Linked DNA regions of Mus musculus: all the other regions are linked to region 2. The links are chromatin contacts, called in public promoter capture Hi-C maps. All regions are on one chromosome and are shown on one strand. The core of a region is the stretch at or near the end of the contact, and the rest is flanking DNA. Distances in the headings are between cores, read along the strand shown.

Region 1 (2,700 bases), core at 30-2,529, 1.2 Mb before region 2:
TATGAGGGTGGTAGCTTTTGTAAATAAATGTAACCTGAATTTAATGCACTGTATAACTACCAGCTCCTCTAGAAGATAGTAAAGGAAATACCTTGCAGCTCATTAAAACCTTGACAAAGAATTTAAAACAACTTGGCTAAGGTGACTTAAATATGATATGTTGTATGGAAATGACTATGCTTTTCTTCAGGCAGGTACCCTATTCAGATATTTCCTTCAATGTGTATTATGTACTAAGTGTGGGAGGTTTGGTAGGTAGGGGAAGAAGAATCATGAGGAACCATTTAAGATATAAATAAAGCCTTTGGAATGCCTGGGCCATTCACTGGTTTAGGAGACCTTTGTGAGGGAGAAAAATATACAAGTTCAGAGTGTTAAACCCTATCCTTATAAATTATATACTGTTTTAAACCTTTTGGTAATGTTAGGGCAAGGCTAAGTAAGGTATGGTGCACTTTCGTGCACATGCACACACACACACACAGACACACACACACGCACACGCGCGCACGCGCGCGCGCGCGCGCGCACACACACACAACCCTAGTCTGTTTCAGAGAGTGGCGGAAGTGTTGTAAAACAATCCACCCATCTGTTACAGAGGCTTCCCACCGCGCTTCCTAAACCTCCTTGAGCAGTAACAGGATCTCAACCAGCAACTCTGATATGAATGCAAGAATTCTGGGGAGCGGTCCTGTGGACGCTGGATAAGGAAGATATTACAGCCAGTGATCTAAGTGGGTAAGAGAAAGGCCGAGTTGTTCACTTGTGAACTCTCTGGACTCTTTCTCCAGGATACTGGGAGAAGCCACCTTTTCTTTCCGCTGAGTTTAGGGGAAATGTGCAAGTTGAATTAGAGCTAAGTCACTTTCATGCGAGATGGCTCTGGGTGTGTGGTGAATGAAACACACTTGTGAGTCCCGTTTGTGACCCTTCTAATCCTCCACTTAGGAGAAGACAGGCTGGAAGCATGGTCCCCCTCAGAGACCTGACAATTGGACTCTCTGCTCTGATCTCCAGGCAGTGAGCAAGGCTGCACACCGCCCCCTTCTCCCTTCTTGTGTTCCACCTCCATTCACCGAAAGTCCCACACGGCTTCAGGTAGGCAGAGGCTGGCTAGGGAGTCTCCACCCCTAGCTGGCGGCAGCCATTCTGCGGGCTCGGGCGCTGAGGGGGTGGGGCCCATTGGCTGGGGGGCGCTGCCAGTCTCGGGAGGGGGTGTGGTGAGGGTGGGCTCTTGGGCCGCCGCGGGTCGAGGCTGCTCACAGTGTGTAGGGTGGTGGATGAGCTGGAGCCGGAGCCAGCGCGCTTCAGACTTGAGAACAGTTCAGAGAGTCAGAACGTGCCTGAAAGAGAGAGAGAGAGAGTCAGCGAGTGAGCGCAAGGGGACCTAAAGGAGTCAGGGAGAGAAAGCTAGGGCTCTAAGAGCTAGGCTCAAGACAGAGTGACCATGGCTGTCTCTGCACCTCCGGTGATCTCTGCAACTTCCAGCAGCGCCGGCGTCCCGGGGGGTTTATTCCGGGCTGAACCCCTGTATTCGTCTCCAGGAGAGCCCCCTCGCCTAACCCCTAACATGATCAACAGTTTCATGGCCAATAACCATAACGGCAGTGTCTTGGGTGGCGGGATTGGTGGTGGCAGCGGTGGCAGCAGCAACACCAACACAAACGAGTGCCGGATGGTCGACATGCACGGGGTGAAGGTAGCTTCATTCCTGATGGATGGCCAGGAACTGATCTGCCTGCCGCAAGTCTTTGACCTTTTCCTCAAGCACCTGGTGGGAGGGTTGCACACAGTGTACACTAAGCTGAAGAGACTCGACATATCTCCGGTGGTGTGCACTGTAGAGCAAGTTCGAATCCTCCGTGGGCTGGGGGCCATCCAGCCAGGGGTGAATCGTTGCAAGCTCATCACCAGGAAAGACTTTGAAACTTTGTTCACCGATTGCACCAACGCCAGGTGAGACACTCATTGCTTGCTTGCCTTTCTCTCTTTACCCCTTAGCCCTCTTCTGCATGTCTCATCCAACTTGGTCTGTAGAGGTTGAGTTCTGCTTCTTTGCATTGTAATCGGCGGGGTTGAGAGAACTAGGAGGGCTCATAAATTAATTGCCAGTCCTTTCTAGGCTGCTTTCAGTGGTAGGGCTTCAATTTGAAAAAGTCCCGCACAAACTTCAGTAGCAATCATCCACTGAAACTTTACAGCCGTTCGCCTACATTTTGCATGGCTTTTTGGCTGTTGTGGTAGTTATTTTCTTTATTTGCTTTTCTTTCCTGCTCTTTTGTGGCCATACGGGTCGGATAGTTTTTCTTCTGAACACGGGCATCAAGGGCTTTCTTGGGTATGGGGGCTGGCTGAGCTGTAACCTGGGCTCCTAAGCTGGCAACCGAGAAAAAGGCATTTAGGGGGTGCAAGGGAACGGAAGTCTAGAATCCATCCCAGAGGGTGATTCGATCCCCATCCTGTATGTTTGTTGTGAGAGTGTTTGGGATGTGTGTGCTGTGGTGGTGAAGGTGGTGTGTGTGTGTGTGTGTGTGTGTGTGTGTGTGTGTGTGTGTGTGTATGCTTGTACAAGTGCCTACAAGGACATATGCTCATGCCTGCTGCGCAAAGCTCCCTGGTGCATGGTAAAGTAGATGATGAGTCCTATTTAAAAACAAAAACCAAAAAACAAAACAAACGATGAGGACAGATGCCACT
Region 2 (2,700 bases), core at 70-2,569:
ACAATATGAACTAACCAGTACCCCGGAACTCTTGTCTCTAGCTGCATATGCATCAAAAGATGGCCTAGTCGGCCATCACTGCAAAGAGTGGCCCAATGGACTTGCCAACTTTAGATGCCCCAATACAGGGGAACACCAGGGCCAAAAAGGGGGAGTGAGTGGGTAGGGGATTGGGGGTGGGGTTGATATGGGGGACCTTTGGGATAGCATTGAAAATGTAAACGAGGAAAATACCTAATAAAAAAATTAAAAAAAAAAAAGAAATATTTGCCTTGGTGTGAAATAGTCATTCTGAACCAGATGCCAAAGTATTTTGAATACTACTAGCAATGTGGTGATTTTGCGTTAATTTAAAACATGTCCTGCTGTATCCTTTTATAATGACTTCTGAACAAAGAACTAAGACTGTGAAAGTACAAGATATGATAAAGAGGTGTTTATATAGGCAAGAGGCCAGAATGATTGGAATGATGTGCTCATTTTCAAGTTATTGTCAATGATAGAGGACATCTCTTTCGATATAACTTAGAAAAGCACTGTTTCTCTTTCCATATGTTAGCCCAAGTTAGTTACTATCCAGACAGTGTGTGTGTGTGTGTGGGGGGGGTGTCTGTGTGTGTGTGCATGCACGTGTGTGTGTGGGGGGGAGTATGAGGGTGTAGTCATGGCTAATCAGCACGATTTTCTGATTTTTATAGCCTCTATTTTCAAATAGAATGTTTATATAGAGGCAGTCACATTTTCAGAAGAGCTTTGCATATAATAACTGCAGAACTCCATAAGGGGACTGAGGATACGATGCTTTTCCTTAATGAGCTACATTCAAATTTTCCATAAGAAGAATCTCAAAATAGATCATAACGAATTCACCATGACAAATTCTCCTGGGACAAATTGGCACAGTTTTAGAAGTGGGCTATAGAGGAGTGAGTATGAGAGTGGGAGGAGGGCGGGAGAGAGGGTGTAGAAGTGACTTTAAACAGTTTGCTTTTACTCACATGCCTGGGTTTAAGTGACAGCTATGCATTTTGGCATCAAAGAACCATGGTTAGATGTTTAGAGTTCAGGCTTAAGGGCTGTGAGTTTGCAAATCTAGCAGCTGGAGTGTGTTTGTGGTAGCTGCTTTCCTGTGCTAAGCTGATTTACTTGTTTAAGGTCTGACCTCATCATCCTGTCAGTATGGGTTCCCACCTACACTGTTAGCGGCAGCTTTCTGGCTTCAGCTAGGCTGGAAGTATTCACAGTGTATCACAGGCAGAGGGGGAGGGGAGAGAAAGCAAGAAAAAACTGCTTGCTCTCTCAGCACTTGTGCTTTTGTTAGTTCTACACAAGAGGCAGAGAGAAACAAGAGATAACAAAGGCTCCATTTCCTTTCTGTTAGAGAAGGCTTTTGTCTTTTCTCAGGCAACAATGTCAGTGTCCGGCAAGAAAGAGTTTGATGTGAAACAGATCCTGAGGCTGCGCTGGAGATGGTTTAGTCATCCTTCTCAAGGATCGCCGAACACTGGAAGCTGCCTTCAGCAGGAAGGATATGAGCATAGAGGGACCCCGGTGCAGGGCAGGTTGAAGAACCACTCACGGGACAGAAACGGACTGAAGAAAAGCAATAGTCCTGTCCACCACGATATACTGACGCCAGTACCAGGACCAGCCCCTACCCATCAAAGAGTCCTTCAGAATTGGCACCAACAAAACGTGATAGTACATCTTCAAGCAAATGAAGACACTCCTAAAGCCGTTCCAGAAGGAAATTTGCTCAAAGAGGCTTGTGAGAAGCGCTCACGAGATTTGGAGATGATGGGTGATGACAATATAGAAGATATGAGAGCAGGGTAAGAGTTTTTGGTTACGTAAGTGAAAGCTTTAGCCTAGATTAACTTAGTCTGTAAAACTCTCATTTCATGCTAAATAGGAAGTGTCAGAATAATCTGAGTTTGTGTGTAGCCAATCAGGGTCTTGAAGAAAATCTTGCTTCTAAGTCTATGAAAGAACATTGTAATCACAATATGTTTTGATAATTAATGGGAAGCTATTTTTCCTAGTAGGTTTGCTTATTATCATATTCCCTATCCATTTAGAATTCTTTCGGGTTTTAAGAGAAGGCTTTTTTTTTTTTTTTTAATTACTAACCTCTGTAGGTACCTTCAACAGCTTAGATATTCCAACAGTGGTGGTTGTTTTGTCAAGCACATGCAATCAGAACTCTTTTTTGATTTTCGTGAACAGGATTAACTTTGACAAAAATAGAAATACATGTTCTGACTATTGAACATATTCTTGCTTATTTCTTAGGACATAGTAATAGTTTTGAAATTCTTTGGGTTTTGTTTTTTGTTTTTTGTTTTTTGTTTTTAGTGAGAATATATAATATTCCTTGTCATTTGAGCGCCATTTCAAGCGCCATTACTTTCACAGCTAGTTTGTAAACAAAAGTGTTCATTGGGCAAGTAATAAGAATTTGCTCCCATCAGTGGATTCTTAAAATAAGAAATGTCAAGCACTTTAAGGCTACAAAATTAAGCTAAGAAAGCAAAATTTGAATTTGAGGTAGGATTCTTAAGACGTGATTTCATTCTAAATTGCATTCATCAATAAGCTTTGAGAGGAAGAAATGTTTATTCTGTTCTCTAGTATTGTCAAATACCTGAAAAGTGGATTGAAATTAAAATTTAAAAGTGCTATATAAAAAAGAACCTGTTT
Region 3 (2,700 bases), core at 198-2,697, 1.9 Mb before region 2:
AAGTTTTTCAAAATTATCTATCAGAGTGCTGCCATTCACAAGGCTCTCTGTCTCTGTCTCTGTCTCTGTCTCTGTCTCCCTGTCTCTGTCTCCCTGTCTCTGTCTCTGTCTCCCTCTCTCTCTCTCTCTCTCTCTCTCACACACACACACACACACACACACACAACTACACTTTCTCTCCAAGTTTCTTCTAAGTACTCAGTTGGAATTGTCACAGGAAAAGACCATTAAGCAGTATTTGGCAAAGTATTAAATACAGAAATAAGCCATTGTATACACTCATAAAAAAAAACCTTTCTTCATCTAGGAAAGAAAACAGAAGTGTAAGAAGTGTAAAGACAGCTAAACGGATGAGCAAATCATTGTTCATAAGTCAAATCTAGACATGGACAAATACCATTTTCTTCTTCCGCTTCTTCCTCTTCTTCCTCCTCCTCCTCTCCTCTTCCTCCTCCTCCCCTTCCTCCAGCCCCCTGGTCAGATACTACTTAAAAGTGTCATATCTTCCTAGATATCTAAAAACTCTCTAGAGGTATATAGTTCTAGGTAACGGAGAAATGATCACAATTATCTAGAACAAAACCATCTTTAAAATTTATTTACTCAACAATTATGAGTTACCCCTCCTTCATCCCTGTTTAAATAGTGCTATAGAGTGATCATATAATAAGGCTTAATTCTCAGAACACAAGACAAGTTAAAATTACAACCTAGCTCATACCTCCTTTTCTGTCACAGTTCATCATTTTTTCTTGCATATCGCCAAATTTTTCACCTTTTTACTTTATGCAGACAGAAGCTAAAAGTGTCATATTCTGGAATTATTTAGTGTTCATTTCATTTAGTTCCCCTGTCTACCTTTTTATTCTGCGTTTTAAAACTTTCTTCGTCAAATTATCTCCATTATAAAAGTAATGAAGGGGTGAATGGAGGGAACCTGCAAATCATATCGGTGGACTGAAAATTCCTCCGTGGTCTCCAGGGTGGGATGTGCACAGAGACCCACACAGAGCGAGTTTTAAATGCCAAGTAATATGTATGAGAGAGAGAGAGAGAGAGAGAGAGAGAGAGAGAGAGAGAGAGAGAAAGAGAGAGAGAGTTTTAAATGACATCTAATATCTATTAGAGGTTCAGCGAGTGGTCATTGCGCTTTGCCCTCTTTCTCCTTATCCCAATTGGGAAACCTGGAAACCAAAATCTTCCCACGGAAACTCCTCAGGGACGTCCCAAGATCGGAGCTTGCGCACTCGGACTCCACCGGCGGCGCAGCCTTGGCTGCGAGTCCGCGGGGTCTCCTAGCACGAACCCAGCGCGGGCTCCACGGTCGGCGTGGCGCGCGCGTGCGCGCGCTCCCCCTTTGGCCCCCTACCCTGCAGCAAGGGTAGCGTGACGTAATGCAACCTCAGCATGTAGGAGCGCTATAAAGCGGGACGAGGCGGCGCGCCTCGCAGACGCAGAGTAGCTCGTGATTGGCTCGGGCTGCGGAACCTCGGAATCCCGAACGAACGCCAGGACCTTCCAGGTCCACGGCTGCCGCCCCCCGCGGCAGTTGAGAGCGCGGCCTCCGACTGCCTGGCGGCGGGGAAGGCGGTGGCGGTTGCAGCCCCGCGGAGGCGGTGACAGGTAAGGGGACTCCTGAGCAGCAACTCGGAAGCCGCGGCTCTGCCAGGCTCAGCGTGTTTCTGGGAGGGGAGAGGCTCCCACCCAGCGTCTCGGGGAGGGCGAAGGGAACAATGGAAGTGGCGTCTAGTCCCCGAGCTTCACCTCTGCCTCCGGAGCCCTGGCTTCCTCCTCCTCCGCCGGCGGAGGCCAGGGAAAGGTTGGCAAGTGAGGGTCCCCCTCCTCAGTCAGCCCTCTGCTCCCTTCGCTCGGAGCCCCCCCGGGGAAGCCAGAGCCGTCGTTGTGGCCGTCGGTGGTTTAGGGTGACAGGAAAATGGCGGAAAACAAAACGGTGGAGAGTGCGGCGTCCCCTTGGCATTTTCTCTCGGCGACCCCCCAGCCCCCACCCCCTCCATGTTCCTCTCGCCCGCGCCCCACGTCGTTGCAGCCGCTCGCGCGCGGCGGGGCGGCGGTTGACGGAGCCTTCGGCGGCACGCCCGAGGGCTAGCAGGCTCTGCCGCTCAAGTGGCCCCGGGGCCGGGCAGAGGACGGGAGCGGGGCTCCGGTGCCGTCAGAGCCGGGCTGTGTGTGTGTTGGGGGGTGCCGTGTGCGGCCACCGTCGCCTCAGCCCCATCACCACCATTTTGCCTGGTGGCCGGCTCCCACGTACGGCGGGGCCGCCGGAGCGAGGGGCGGTGAGCCGGTCGGCCGGGCGCCGTGGGGCGGGGGCAGCGCCGGTGACCGCTGCGCCGCGGGTGAGCGGGGTGGGCGCCGCGGGGGACGCCTCCTAGGCTGGGTCTCGGCGCTCCGCTGAGAACGCTCGCCGGCTCGCCGGCTCTCTTGTTCTTGTTCGCTGGAACATCAGTCTGCTGGGCGACAGCGGAGAGGGCACGTGTGTGCGTTCTGCTGGAAATGATTGAAACTTGGCACGGTCTTGGGAAAGGGAGACTTCTGCGGGAAGAGTGCAGCGTCCAAAGCTGCAATATTGCTACTTGCCAGGGCTCCTTTGTCTATCTCCGCAAATACTACTTTCCCATTCTCTTGCCCAGCAGCCTTAGCATCATTTCTCTTCTATCCCTCGCCCCGTTGACAGCACGGAGA

The links. Promoter capture Hi-C pulls out the DNA fragments that hold promoters and counts their contacts.
Region 1: a contact with region 2 is called in a promoter capture Hi-C map of hippocampal neurons, with 2.0 times the contacts expected there. The contact joins the promoter of Dach2 here to the promoter of Klhl4 in region 2. A contact is called at or near these places in 4 of 39 promoter capture datasets (3T3-L1-derived adipocytes, cranial neural crest, hippocampal neurons and 1 more) and 1 of 115 datasets of contacts at active chromatin or transcription factors (stem cell-derived neural progenitor cells).
Region 3: a contact with region 2 is called in a promoter capture Hi-C map of hippocampal neurons, with 7 times the contacts expected there. The contact joins the promoter of Zfp711 here to the promoter of Klhl4 in region 2. A contact is called at or near these places in 2 of 39 promoter capture datasets (hippocampal neurons and maxillary cranial neural crest).

Annotation. Positions count from the first base shown.
Region 1 is chrX:113,296,977-113,299,676 of GRCm38.p6, forward strand. It overlaps Dach2 (dachshund family transcription factor 2), which reads left to right and starts at 1,280. Exons shown (of 13, transcript NM_033605.2): 1 at 1,280-1,959. The coding sequence starts at 1,451.
Region 2 is chrX:114,473,014-114,475,713 of GRCm38.p6, forward strand. Klhl4 (kelch-like 4) reads left to right here and starts at 1,320. Exons shown (of 11, transcript NM_001290477.1): 1 at 1,320-1,832. The coding sequence starts at 1,411.
Region 3 is chrX:112,599,283-112,601,982 of GRCm38.p6, forward strand. Zfp711 (zinc finger protein 711) reads left to right here and starts at 1,448. Exons shown (of 9, transcript NM_001381899.1): 1 at 1,448-1,623.